Linked DNA regions of Xenopus laevis: region 2 is linked to region 1. The links are chromatin contacts, called in public Hi-C maps. All regions are on one chromosome and are shown on one strand. Each heading gives the region's core, a stretch centred on a gene start, on an enhancer-like site or on the middle of the called end of the contact. The rest is flanking DNA. Distances are from core to core; before and after follow the strand shown.

The links. Hi-C and Micro-C count contacts between places; a contact is called where the count stands out from the background.
Region 2: a contact with region 1 is called in a Hi-C map of animal cap, with 8 times the contacts expected there. The contact joins the promoter of LOC108708617 here to the enhancer-like site in region 1. A contact is called at or near these places in 3 of 4 Hi-C or Micro-C datasets (the XL177 cell line, the XTC cell line and animal cap).

What each region holds. Positions count from the first base shown.
Region 1 is chr2L:150,997,952-151,003,725 of Xenopus_laevis_v10.1, reverse strand. The region is part of intron 2 of LOC108708617 (disco-interacting protein 2 homolog B); the gene reads left to right. Among protein-coding and RNA genes, the nearest start is that of LOC108708617, 66 kb to the left of the region's middle. Within about 2 kb of position 2,550, at least 3 of the 7 cell types and tissues checked have an H3K27ac peak or open chromatin away from gene starts, as enhancers often do.
Region 2 is chr2L:151,063,633-151,069,406 of Xenopus_laevis_v10.1, reverse strand. It overlaps LOC108708617 (disco-interacting protein 2 homolog B), which reads left to right and starts at 2,939. Exons shown (of 38, transcript XM_041582566.1): 1 at 2,939-3,279. The coding sequence starts at 3,195.

The DNA of each region.
Region 1 (5,774 bases), core at 1,301-3,800:
ATCAGTGGGAAGCTGGATAATGGAAGAATCTTGCTGATATGTTGCTTGTTTAACATCATTAATATTATTAATCCATGCACTGGCACATTAGTGGCAGTTCTGCAATAGCCAGTCTGTTTCACTGCAAGCCTAATGGGCAAAGTCTCTGACTATAGCAGTAGAGCTGAGCAGTCTCCCTGGGAATATTAAACGGGTCATAGAACTGTGCTGGGGGGGGAGTGAGAGCATGCTGTCGATCAATAGAGAGGGAATAGTCTTTGGGGGGAGAAAACCTGACCTCTGTAGGAAAAATAGGGATCTGGGGATCCAGGAGTAGACTTGTGAGGATTGGCAGACACAGTCTAATTGATACAACATTTCCATGTCTTTGCTAGTATAAAGGCTATTCCCGTTCAAGAGAATGAGGCAGAACTAGAACTTGGCTGAGCTTTTATACTTTGGAGAGCTTTTTCTCCTCTTCGTGAACCTCCCGCAGGGAGTGAGGGAAGGGGGCAGTTAACCCTGAGAATGGGTTTTCTATTCCTGAAGAAAACATCTGTAGAATGATTGTTCCCTTGACACGGCTCAGAGTTTTTTAATTAAGGCAAAAAAAGAAGTAAAAAGAATGATTTGGGTCACATCCAAGCCTATATAAGTATGGCTGTGGAGAAATGATTTATGTGTAGAAGCAACGTTTTTAGTTCTCATTTATACCAACTGTATGAGATGTGCTGTGTGTTCCAACTCTACATGATAGGTTGTATCTGGCTGTGGCTGAGGCTATTGTCTTGTGTACACAAAAATAAACAGATACATGGCTAGAAGGAAGGCTTGCACAGCCATGCACAGCTCAGCAGCATTCAAGGGAAAGTAAGAATCTTACATCACTCTCATACTAACTGGTAAATGTTTGTCAGAGCTTACTTAGGTTTTGTAAATTGTAATACAGGTATGGGACCTGTTATCCAGAATGCTTGGGACCTGGGGTTTTCCAGATAAGGGATCTTTCCCTAATATCTATCTCCATACTTTATGGCTATTCAAAAATAATTTAAACATTAAATAAACCCAAAAGGACCATTTTGACTCCAATAAGGATTATTTATATCTTCCTTTGGATTAAGTACAAGATACTGTTTTATTATTGCAGAGCAAATGGAGAGAAAAAGTGGATTATTTGGGTGAAATGAAGGCGACCTTCCCATAATGTGCCACTTTCTGGTTAATGAGTTTCCGCGTAATGGATCCCATGCCTGTATGTGGATTGTGGTTCAATTAAATGCACAACCTGGGATTATGTAGCTATCTTGATGCCCTGAAGCCTGGGGCAAACAAGAAAATGTACCAGAAGTGGAACAAATAGCACCCTACAGCTCTCTGGATCACAGGTTATGAACCTGCCAAGGAATTGGCACTGAAACCTTGTTACTCGCCCGCCTTCCAGTACCTCATGAAGGACTAGAGCTAACCCTGAAACTAGAATAACACACCCAATTTCTGAGGCTGATATAATATCACATCACAGACAACAATATGACATCACAACTGATATCTCAGGGGTAGGGTTGCCACCTTTTCTGGAAAAAAATAGCGGCCTTCCTCTATATTTATCTTTTTTCCCTATTAATAACATTGGGATCAACCATCATTTTTACCGGTCAAGCCGGTAAAATACTGGCCAGGTGGCAACCCTACTCAGCGGCTACCCTGGTGGCCTTCCACTAATCTCCTCTCTTATACAGGTAGTTACATTTAGGAGACATGTTTTTCAACATAATCAATGGATTCTCTGTGCAGGCAGTTGCATTTGGAAGACATTTCTCTGAGCACAAGCAGATGGAGTCTCTGTGCAAGCAGTTGTATTTGGGAGACATTTCTCTGAACACAAGCAGATGGAGTCTCTGTGCAAGCAGTTGTATTTGGGAGACATTTCTCTGAGCACAAACAGATGGATTCTCTGCGCAGGCAGTTGCATTTGGGAGACATTTCTCTGAACACAAGCAGATGGAGTCTCTGTGCAGACAGTTGCATTTAAATAGCTTTACAAATGCCTAGAGAGCCTGGCTTGGAACTGAACTGCACATTAGTCTGCTTAGCATCTCCTCTGTGTGCCTTGCACTGCTGCCATCATTTCTTGCCATGAACTGCCTTTCCTTCCCCAGAGCCTATCACCTATCCTTGCCTGGGGCTGCATTGTGTGGATGCCTGTTCAAAGCCTTTACTGAGTAAAGGCTGTGTACTTCTCAGTATATGGCAGATTATCTCCCCACTATGACAGAGAAATAAATAAACATTGGCTAAATATTGTAAATTAGAATCTACAGTAAATAGAAGGAAAACACAGCAACATAAAATATTTAATTGCCAAACTTTAATTGCTTACCCTTGCAAACTTTCAAGCCCCTGTATCTGACTAATGAAACGATTCTTTAAGGAAGAGCACGAGCTCAAGCTAGTGTGTGTGTTACTGTTAGACTATTTCACAGGCACTCATCTCTCATAGCTATAAAGCAGGAGAGGGTGGAGGTTGGTTGACTAGAGGCTATATGTAAATGAATGTGCCCTCCCTTATGTGGTATTCTTACTCTATCTGCAATGAGTGCATTCCGGTTAAACATCCATTGACTGATATTCCTAACCGAGACAATACATCGTCATTCTGCCACCTAGTGATCTATCTGTGTGCTGCAATGGACAATAAAGAAGAGTGTGGACATAAAGCCTTTTTGTTGTATGTAAATTTTTTATAATTAGCAGAACAATACATCAATAGAACAAACAGGTCAAGACAATAATAAATATAAATAAAAGCAAAGTGCACTTTCATTCAAGATTAAGAGCTGAATTAGGGTAGCATTGCAAAGGTTTAGAAGACTTTCTGGTGTAATAATGGCTAAGCATAAAATAACCCCAGTATTAAAATCTTCACCAGTACAGGTATGAGATCCATTATCCAGAAACCGTTTATCTAGAAAGCTCTGAATTATAGAAAGTCAGTCTCCCATAGACTCATTTTCTCTGTAATAAAACCGTACCTTGTACTTGATCCAAACTAAGATATAATTAATCCTTATTGGAAGTAAAACCAACCTATTGGGTTTAATTCATGTTTACAGGATTTTCTAGTAGATTTAAGGTATATAGATCCAAATTATGGAAAGATCCATTATCTGGAAACCCCAGGTCCCATACCTGTATTTCATTTCACAAAAAAATATTATTCTTATTTTTCTGTACATATATACATACATATACTTTTATAGGTTTTGGAATGCCAGCCATTGTTTTTCTAATCATAAGTCCATCCCCAATATTTTTAACACATTTTAGTTTTTAGTTTGTCATGGAAAACAAGCCTGGGGCTGGGCATCTTTACCCAGTTGAGTAACCCTGAGGGGCCATGTTTTTATCCCTGTAGTACCCTTGGAAATCACTGACCTGAATTGTCCTTCATGTAATTCATGCATGGCTAATTCTTTTCTCTTGTTTAAAAAAAAAAAAATCTGTTCCACCTCTTTCATACGTCCTTGTCTGACCTACAAGGAAACAAGATTTGATCCTGTCTGGATTTTCTGTGTGCATCAGCACTTTCCAGAAGCAAATATTACTTTTTTTTTCAGTTTTTTTGGATAGTTATGTAGTGCTATATTTTAGGATTAGAAATGTAAAAATAACTTGGAAAGTCCCTTTCCTTGTGAACGTTGCAGAATCAGCTTATTCCTCTGAAAATTGATATAGAACCAGGTTTACTTGCAATTTTGCTCTATAGGGAGACATTTTAGGTTATTAAAGAGGTTCATTGAAACCCAACCTAAACAGCCAGGAGTCCTTTTTTGGGGTACCGACCGAAAGCTTAAGAATCTCTGGCCAACAATATAAGATCAGCGTACAGAGCAGCATGTTTGTATTGTGTCCTCAATTATGTCCCAGTCTTCCTTAGTGTGGGCTCCATATTGGGGTTCTCTCTTAGCTACTGCTTCCCATATTGTGGGGCTGGATGGTATGATAGGCTTGAAGGTAAATTAATGTATTGAAATTATAGGAGAATGACTTTTAATGTCATGTTTTATGTTTTTTATTTTATCTGTCTCCTAAGGGAGAGAATTGCCCCAATTCTAGTCTGTGCTGCTGCACAAAAGTTATTACTTGTGGGGGCAGGCAACTCATTGTGGAACACACAAAAAATGTTTACAGGTACTTAATAAGGCGTCACAACGTTCTCCTTTTCTCTCAATGCTGTTGTTGTTTTCTCAGTAAATGTGTGTATATGTATGAGTAAGTTACAGCCCAGCTGAAATGGTATGGCAATTTATCCATTTGGATTTTGCCACAAACTTGCATATAGGGGTTGAGCACATTCAGTCAGCTGCTCTGTACTATCAGCTGCTCTGTACTGATTCCCTGTCGGCCGCTGTGGGGAGTTACAAACTGTTGTCTTTTTGCCCCCCTTCAGTTCGTTTTGAGAAACATTTTTTTTTCCTGATAATATAATAAGCTTATCTGGTCTTCTTCAAGTTTTATAAACCTGCAATGTAAATGTAACTTGTTCTTCTTGATTAAGAGGCAGACCAGTAGTCAGTCTTTATCCTTTGATACTTGTATCCCTTTATGGCACTGCAGATATTACTGACCATGTTTGCTGGACAGCAGCATCTAGTGACTAAAAACAGTAAAAACACTTGTAAAAATTAGGGTGAAATTATGCACATTTCCAGAGTGGAGAGATTGCTGTATTTAGTTTGGAAACATCAGTTAACATGATGCCACTCATACTGATCAACAGCAGGAAGGGCTTCCATTTAATCTGACTTGAGCCTCCTTAAATCTCTAGATTGATCTGTTTCTTTGTAAATGAAGAGATGCTGCCAGCCTGCTTGCTCACTGCTGCTTTCTAAAGGTGGCCATACACGGTCCGATAAAAGCTGCCGACAGACCAAGTCGGCAGCTTATTGACCTGTGTACGGAGCCCTCCGACGGGCTTCCCCGATCGATATCTGGCCAGACTAAAAATCCCTTCAGATCACGGGCGCATCTGTTCATTGATGCTGTCCCGCGATCCGACCGCCCGTTACCCATCGTTAGGATCCGATATTGCCCACCTCTTGCCAGATATTGCCCACCACTTGCCAGATATTGCCCACCACTTGCTAGTTTCACAGGTATTGGAGATACTCTCACATTACTAGTGTGTGTTGCTGATATATGTGGGGGCAAGCCACAAACTCAAACACAGTATAGAAGAGGAACCTGACAATATTGTAGGAAAATAACTATTTCTAAATATCATTTCCATTTAGGTTTCTTTTGTAAAATATGATGACAGTATATAATCTGAACAAATGAGTGGCTGTGGGTGCTTTTCTATTGATTACCTTTTTGGCATTTAGGTATCCAGCAGTGCAGCCTATTGATTTAGCAATGCATAAAAAAGCTTTGTTTTCCTACTTTGTCCGCTATTTATTGTGCTAAATGGAAGATGGTTAACCTACTGTATAAATATTGTATCTTTTTCTATTCAGTTCACTTGTAAAACTATTTTAGGGGGACATATATCTGCAATTAAATGAATGACTGAGAATTCCTTGCTAGTTATGCAACACTATCTATGAGGATTTGCATAATCAAGATGCATAAGCACGGCTTTCAAACTGCCCTCCTGGAATTTTAATTTAATTTGAATTATGGTAATTTACAAAATAATCTGGATTAGGATGGGGTCATCCTAATCCAGATTAGTTTGTAAATGACCATAATTTAATATAATCTGGCTCCTGAACATACAGTGTATTGACACA
Region 2 (5,774 bases), core at 1,690-4,189, 65 kb before region 1:
AGTAGGGGCACTCGTGTACGATACAGTAGGGGCACTCGTGTACGATACAGTAGGGGCACTTGCGTATGATACAGTAGGGGCACTCGTGTACGATACAGTAGGGGCACTTGCGTATGATACAGTAGGGGCACTTGTGTTTGATACAGTAGGGGCACTTGCGTACGATACAGTAGGGGCACTCGCGTACGATACAGTAGGGGCACTTGCGTACGATACAGTAGGGGCACTCGTGTACGATACAGTAGGGGCACTTGCGTACGATGCAGTAGGGGCACTTGCATATGATACAGTAGGGGCCATTGTGTATGATACAGTAGGTGCAGGATGGCTGCACTGGCACTTTGCAGCTTGTGTTTATAAATTATGCTATAGAAGTCATGTGAAACCCAAGCAGGTCAAGACTCTTGCCTTGTTTAGGCCTATTGGGAATGAAACTGCAGTGAGGAATGTCTCCTTGGCCAAGTACAAGGCTTGCTGTACAGGTGCAGTTTAGGAAATCATCAATTTTTCTGGCACAAGTCATTATCTCTCTTTAGTAAATAAACGCCTTAGTCTGCTTTACAGCTACATCAAGGACTCTATCTTCCCTCTACACTTTCCATGAGCAAGCCCAAATGCAAACATAAATTGCACAAATATGCAATCTATATTCTAAGGCACATTAAAGCGCCCATACAGGACATGGAAAGTGCACTTCATTGGATGGGGTGCTGATCCTCGCTGAAAAGCACATGGACCTAAGATCTGTTTCTTCTGAGTGCTGCAAAGCCAACTTTAAAAGGGTTCTTCACCCTCCAACACTTTTTTCAGTTCTGAATCAGCTGGGGGGTCACTGTAAACTATTCTAAATTGATACATTTAGTTGATACATTTCTTATCTTTGTCCCTGCTGAGCAGAATCCCTGAGTTTCATTAAAGGCAGCTGTTAGAACTGATACAATAGTTGCTAATATTGCACAGATGCTGCTGAGAAATGTATCAACTAATGTAGCAAATTGTCACAGTACAGAGTCTGCACCTGAATTACTGAGTTGCCAGACTGAAAAATCAGAGACAGGAAAATTCAACTTTAAACTTCACATTTAGAAAAACAGTAGAAAATAAAAAATGGAAAGCAATTGATAAAAAAAAAAAAAATCTTTATTTCTGGTGAACAATCTGAAAACAACTGAACTGAAAAAAGTGTTTGGAGGTGGGTGAAAAAGCCTTTTATGAGTTCCCAGTGGTCCTTTGGGGCTGTCTAGGATCATTTGCACAGTACAATAATATTTTCAGTGTTACTTTACTGTTTCTGTACTGTTTCTCCCTCTGATGTTACTATAGTGCAAATGTGTATGGTCCTGGGAAAGAGCAGCACTGGTTCAAGGATAGTGCTTATATTCACAGCAGGTGCTCAACAAACTCATGTTATTTGTGCCTTAAAGGAAAAATAATACCAAACAATGGAAGCATATTAAAGGAAAGACAATATAATGTACTGGTGAAACCTCTCCCCCCCCCCCGAAACGTTGATATTGTTTTTGGTGATAATATAATAAAAAACTGCAGAAAATTGGGTGAATGCAGATTTTTCGGAATTTATTAAACCAGGAGGATGGAAAAGTCTAAATCATAAAATCCCGCATCTCAGACCTGTCGAAGTTGCATATAAGTCAATAGGAGAAGTCCCAATGATTTTTATAATGTGCGCTGGGTTTTGTGCAATACCTCGAAGTTTCCGGCCAAAAATCTTGGTTTTTGGGCAACACTACATTATGGGTGTTATTTACTAAACTCCAAATGCAAAAGTCACGAAAAATTTGTGATTTGTTTTTTATCAAATCGGATTCGTAAAAAACAATGAATTTTTCGGAATTTATTAAACCAGTAGGATGGAAAAGTCTGAATCATAAAATCCGGCATCTCAGACCTGTCGAGGTTGCATATAAGTCAATGGGAGACGTCCCAATGATTTTTTGATGTGCTCTGGGTTTCATGTAATACCCCGAAGTTTTCTGAGTTTTTGCCCAAAAATCGGAGTTTTCTGGCAATACTACATCATGGGAGTTATTTACTAAACTCACAAAATCACGAAAAATTTGTGAATTGTTTTTATAAAATCGGATTTTTTAAAAATCACAAATTTTTCAGGATTTATCAAACCCTGAGTTTTCGGGCAACACTACATTAAGGGGGTTATTTATAAAAGTCCGAATTTATCTCAACATTTTCTGCTTCAAACTCCGATCAAATCCGTTCGGGGTTTTTCACGCTTATTAATTATTACATTTTCCAGAGAATTTGCTTTGCGGGAAAAAAATCTAATTTTCACAAATTTTTCAGACTTTTTCATCCGATTTTCACAATTTTTTTCTGTAATTTTCACCCAAAAACTTCACGGTACTGCCCGAAAACCCAGTGCACATGAAAAAATCATTGGGACTTCTCCCATTGACTTATATGCAACCTCTGCAGGTCTGAGATTTTCTGACTTTTCCATCCTCGGGGTTTACTAAATTCCGAAAAATTCATGATTTTTTAAAAGTCAGATTTTATTAAAAAAAAAAATCACGTGATTTTTGCATTCAGAATTTAGCAAATAACCCCCTAAATATTCAGTACTTTAGGACACTTTCATTTTTTGGTGTAACTGGTCCTTTAAGTACCTGGGTAGAACAGAGAGACCTAGGAGTAAAGGATTATGGTCCAGGAATCCCCTAATATGTGATTGGTTGTGTCTGCTTTCCATTGGTACAACCATAGGAGATTAATCCAAATATATTCAAAATGATGCTGTTGCTAAAACGGAGCCAAGTTCTCTGGGGATGAATGCCCTGTCGAGTCAAAAGGCTGGATCATAAAACATATAGCTGACTGGTTGCCATGGGTTACGGAACTGGTGCAAATTTGCAAACATTTCCTCCCCACACATTATAGCGATGCAGTTCCCGTCCTGTCCGACAGGTGTCACTCCAATTCTTAAGATGAAGTCCCACAAACCAGCCGGGGCTGAGAGCTGCAGTACGCACAGTGTCCAGTAGGGGTCGAGAGACTTAGTCCCTGTCGCTGCTCAGGCAGCCCAGATGTCTATGCGTGTGCCTGTGGTCATGTGACATGAGGCTGGGCCTGGCATGGCGGCCGTGGGAAGAGCGATGAGTTGAGACCTGGGTGATTCAATCCCCGTTGCTTTATTATCCGCTGTTACCGACGGCTCCATGGCGGAGAGAGCTTTCGACCTGTCCGCCCTCCCGAAGGAGGTGAGAGAGCAGCTGGCGGAACTGGAGCTCGAGCTGTCAGAAGGTAAGAGAGGAGTCAGCACCTCCCCGGGGATCTCAGGATCCCATTGACTGTTATGGTGGGGGGAGACACACCTCGATCTATCAGAGGCTTCTGGGAGTTGTAGTCCTACTGTCAGACATAGGATTAAATAAAGGACACGGTTCGGTTCAATGGACATGCCAGTGTAGATGGGGAAGTGTGACTGTGGGCAGCTGTACAACTACAACTCTCAACATGTGACAACCCAGCAGGATTGTTTGCTGCACAGCCCCTATTGTGTCACAGCTTATTGCCACTCTCCTGCCCTTGTACAGAGCTGTGTTACAGCATGATGCTTTATACATACACATATATATATGTTCTATAATACTCTGCACACAATCACAGCCGAGCCCTTTATATGGCAGGAAAACAGGAATAATTCACATTGCACCAGGCTGAACAGCAGTAGCAGAGTAAATAGCCTTATGCATTTCGTGCTGTTCATATTTTTATATAGAGTTCCCCCACTACTCACTGTTGGGAGTCCAGATTTTCTTTGTTATTATGGGTCGCTTCCTATGCTCCTGTTATTGGGCACATTCAGAATTAATCTGAGGATAGATCTGGGATCACAGGGCCCACCATACCTCAAAAGTTTTATGTTATGCAGGGAAATGTGTTTCCCCTTCCCCAGCCTACAGAATGAGTGACTACACAGTCGGCGTTAGCCTGGCCCACTGGCATCTTTACTGGCATCCAAAGTGCCATATTAACCACTGGGCCACGTATGCTTGTGTCATGGCCATGATGGTGAGAACAATAAGGAGAATGGAGGGAGGAAGAGAAGAGACTGGGAGAATAAAGAATGGTAGCTGAGACAGCAGGATAAATTGGTAGGAGAGTGAGTCTGTGGTTTTCTGGTGTCCCCCTGGCGCCCCAGTCCAACACTGAATGTAGCATGAGTCGTTTATGTGGACATGAGTGCAGAGGGGTGCAAGAGCGCACAACCTCCTATGTGCCTCTCAGGAATACAGTGCAGCCGAATGCATGCCTTGCTGTATTCACAATGTAGGTCTCTGCGTCTGGAGCTCAGAGACGTTGGGCAATTCTGCAGGGCAGGGGCAAAGCACAAATACATATAGGGAATTGCACCCCCAGAGTGTTAGTTAGTTCTTCTGCCCAAATTGATAGCTAGGATATTGTATATGCATTTGTTGTACTGATGGAGGAGTCAGCCTGGCACTGTATGTGGTTTCAGTAAAGAGCCTCCTGTATCTTTAGATTAAACACATTACCCTGGGAATAAGCTGGTGATTTCTGTGTAGGATAACGTATCTCATGGAGCGGCGGAATGCATTGGCATCTTATCAATAAGAGCGAATTAATTGAGGGGAGATGTGGTTTCCGTCTGGTGGTGAAACAAAGAGGCCTCCTGCTTTGCAGAGTCAGCGCAGTTGTGGCTCCGGCACAGAGAAAGGCGCCGATGTCTTTGTAGCTCCTCTTCTTCATCATCAATGTCTTAGCAGTCCTGGCCTCACCAAGGAGTTGCCTGAGATGGATGCCTGGGGTGCAATTTTGCATTTGAAGCTGATAACGGCACAGTAGGCTTAAATGAATGGCTTTATAAAGGCATTGTGTTAACCCTTTCACTGCTGTAGGTGTCATTTGGACAGAAGCAATGGCACAGAGCGTCACTCCCTGCTTATTGGTTGAGAAACCCACGTGCCTGTGTCTCATGCATCAGTGAGATTATTATGAAATAAGGACCGTGCCTGATATATTGTAATAGGAAAAGCTGTGTCCTAATAACATTAAAGCTCTAAATCACTGCTGCTCCATAAAATATTTACCTTGATATATTGTTTTTCTGTCAACATTGAGTATACTAATGGCATTTGTTATTCTGTGCAGGAAAATATGGCTTTAGGGGTTACTGTACCCAAGAAACCTTATTAATTTACATGTTTGAATTGTGAAAGCTGCCATTCTGGTTAACATCTTTGTTCTCTCACCCATAAGCTCTATTGCAAGTTATTTGCTAGAATCCACTCCCTCACGCACTGAACATTATATCTTACAGACATGGTTTTACCCAGTAGGCAGAGCAGAACAATGAAGTCCTACAGTTGATTTATACAGTTGAACCCATTTTAGTGGGGTCACATGGGACCATGCATGTCATATGGGGCAGCTGCAGGTGGCTGGGCACCCACACCCCTGAACAAATTGGAAACTGCAGTCAGAAATTTCACGGGACCAGCTTTATTAGTTTTTACCCTTTTCTTTAAAAAACAGATGTTGCATGAAAACCATATGTACTCACATGATACTAATGGCCAATATTCTCTGAGATAGTTGCAGTAGAAGTACAGATGAAATTCAGACCAAAACATTAGATTCAGAAACCACATGGAATGAAAATATAAGCCACGAGAAGAGCTTCGAAAAAAAAAAAAAAAAGCAATTCTCTTTATATCAGAATTTAATTTCAACTGGCCCTTTAAATTGGTTGTTTACCTTCCAACCTTTCAGTT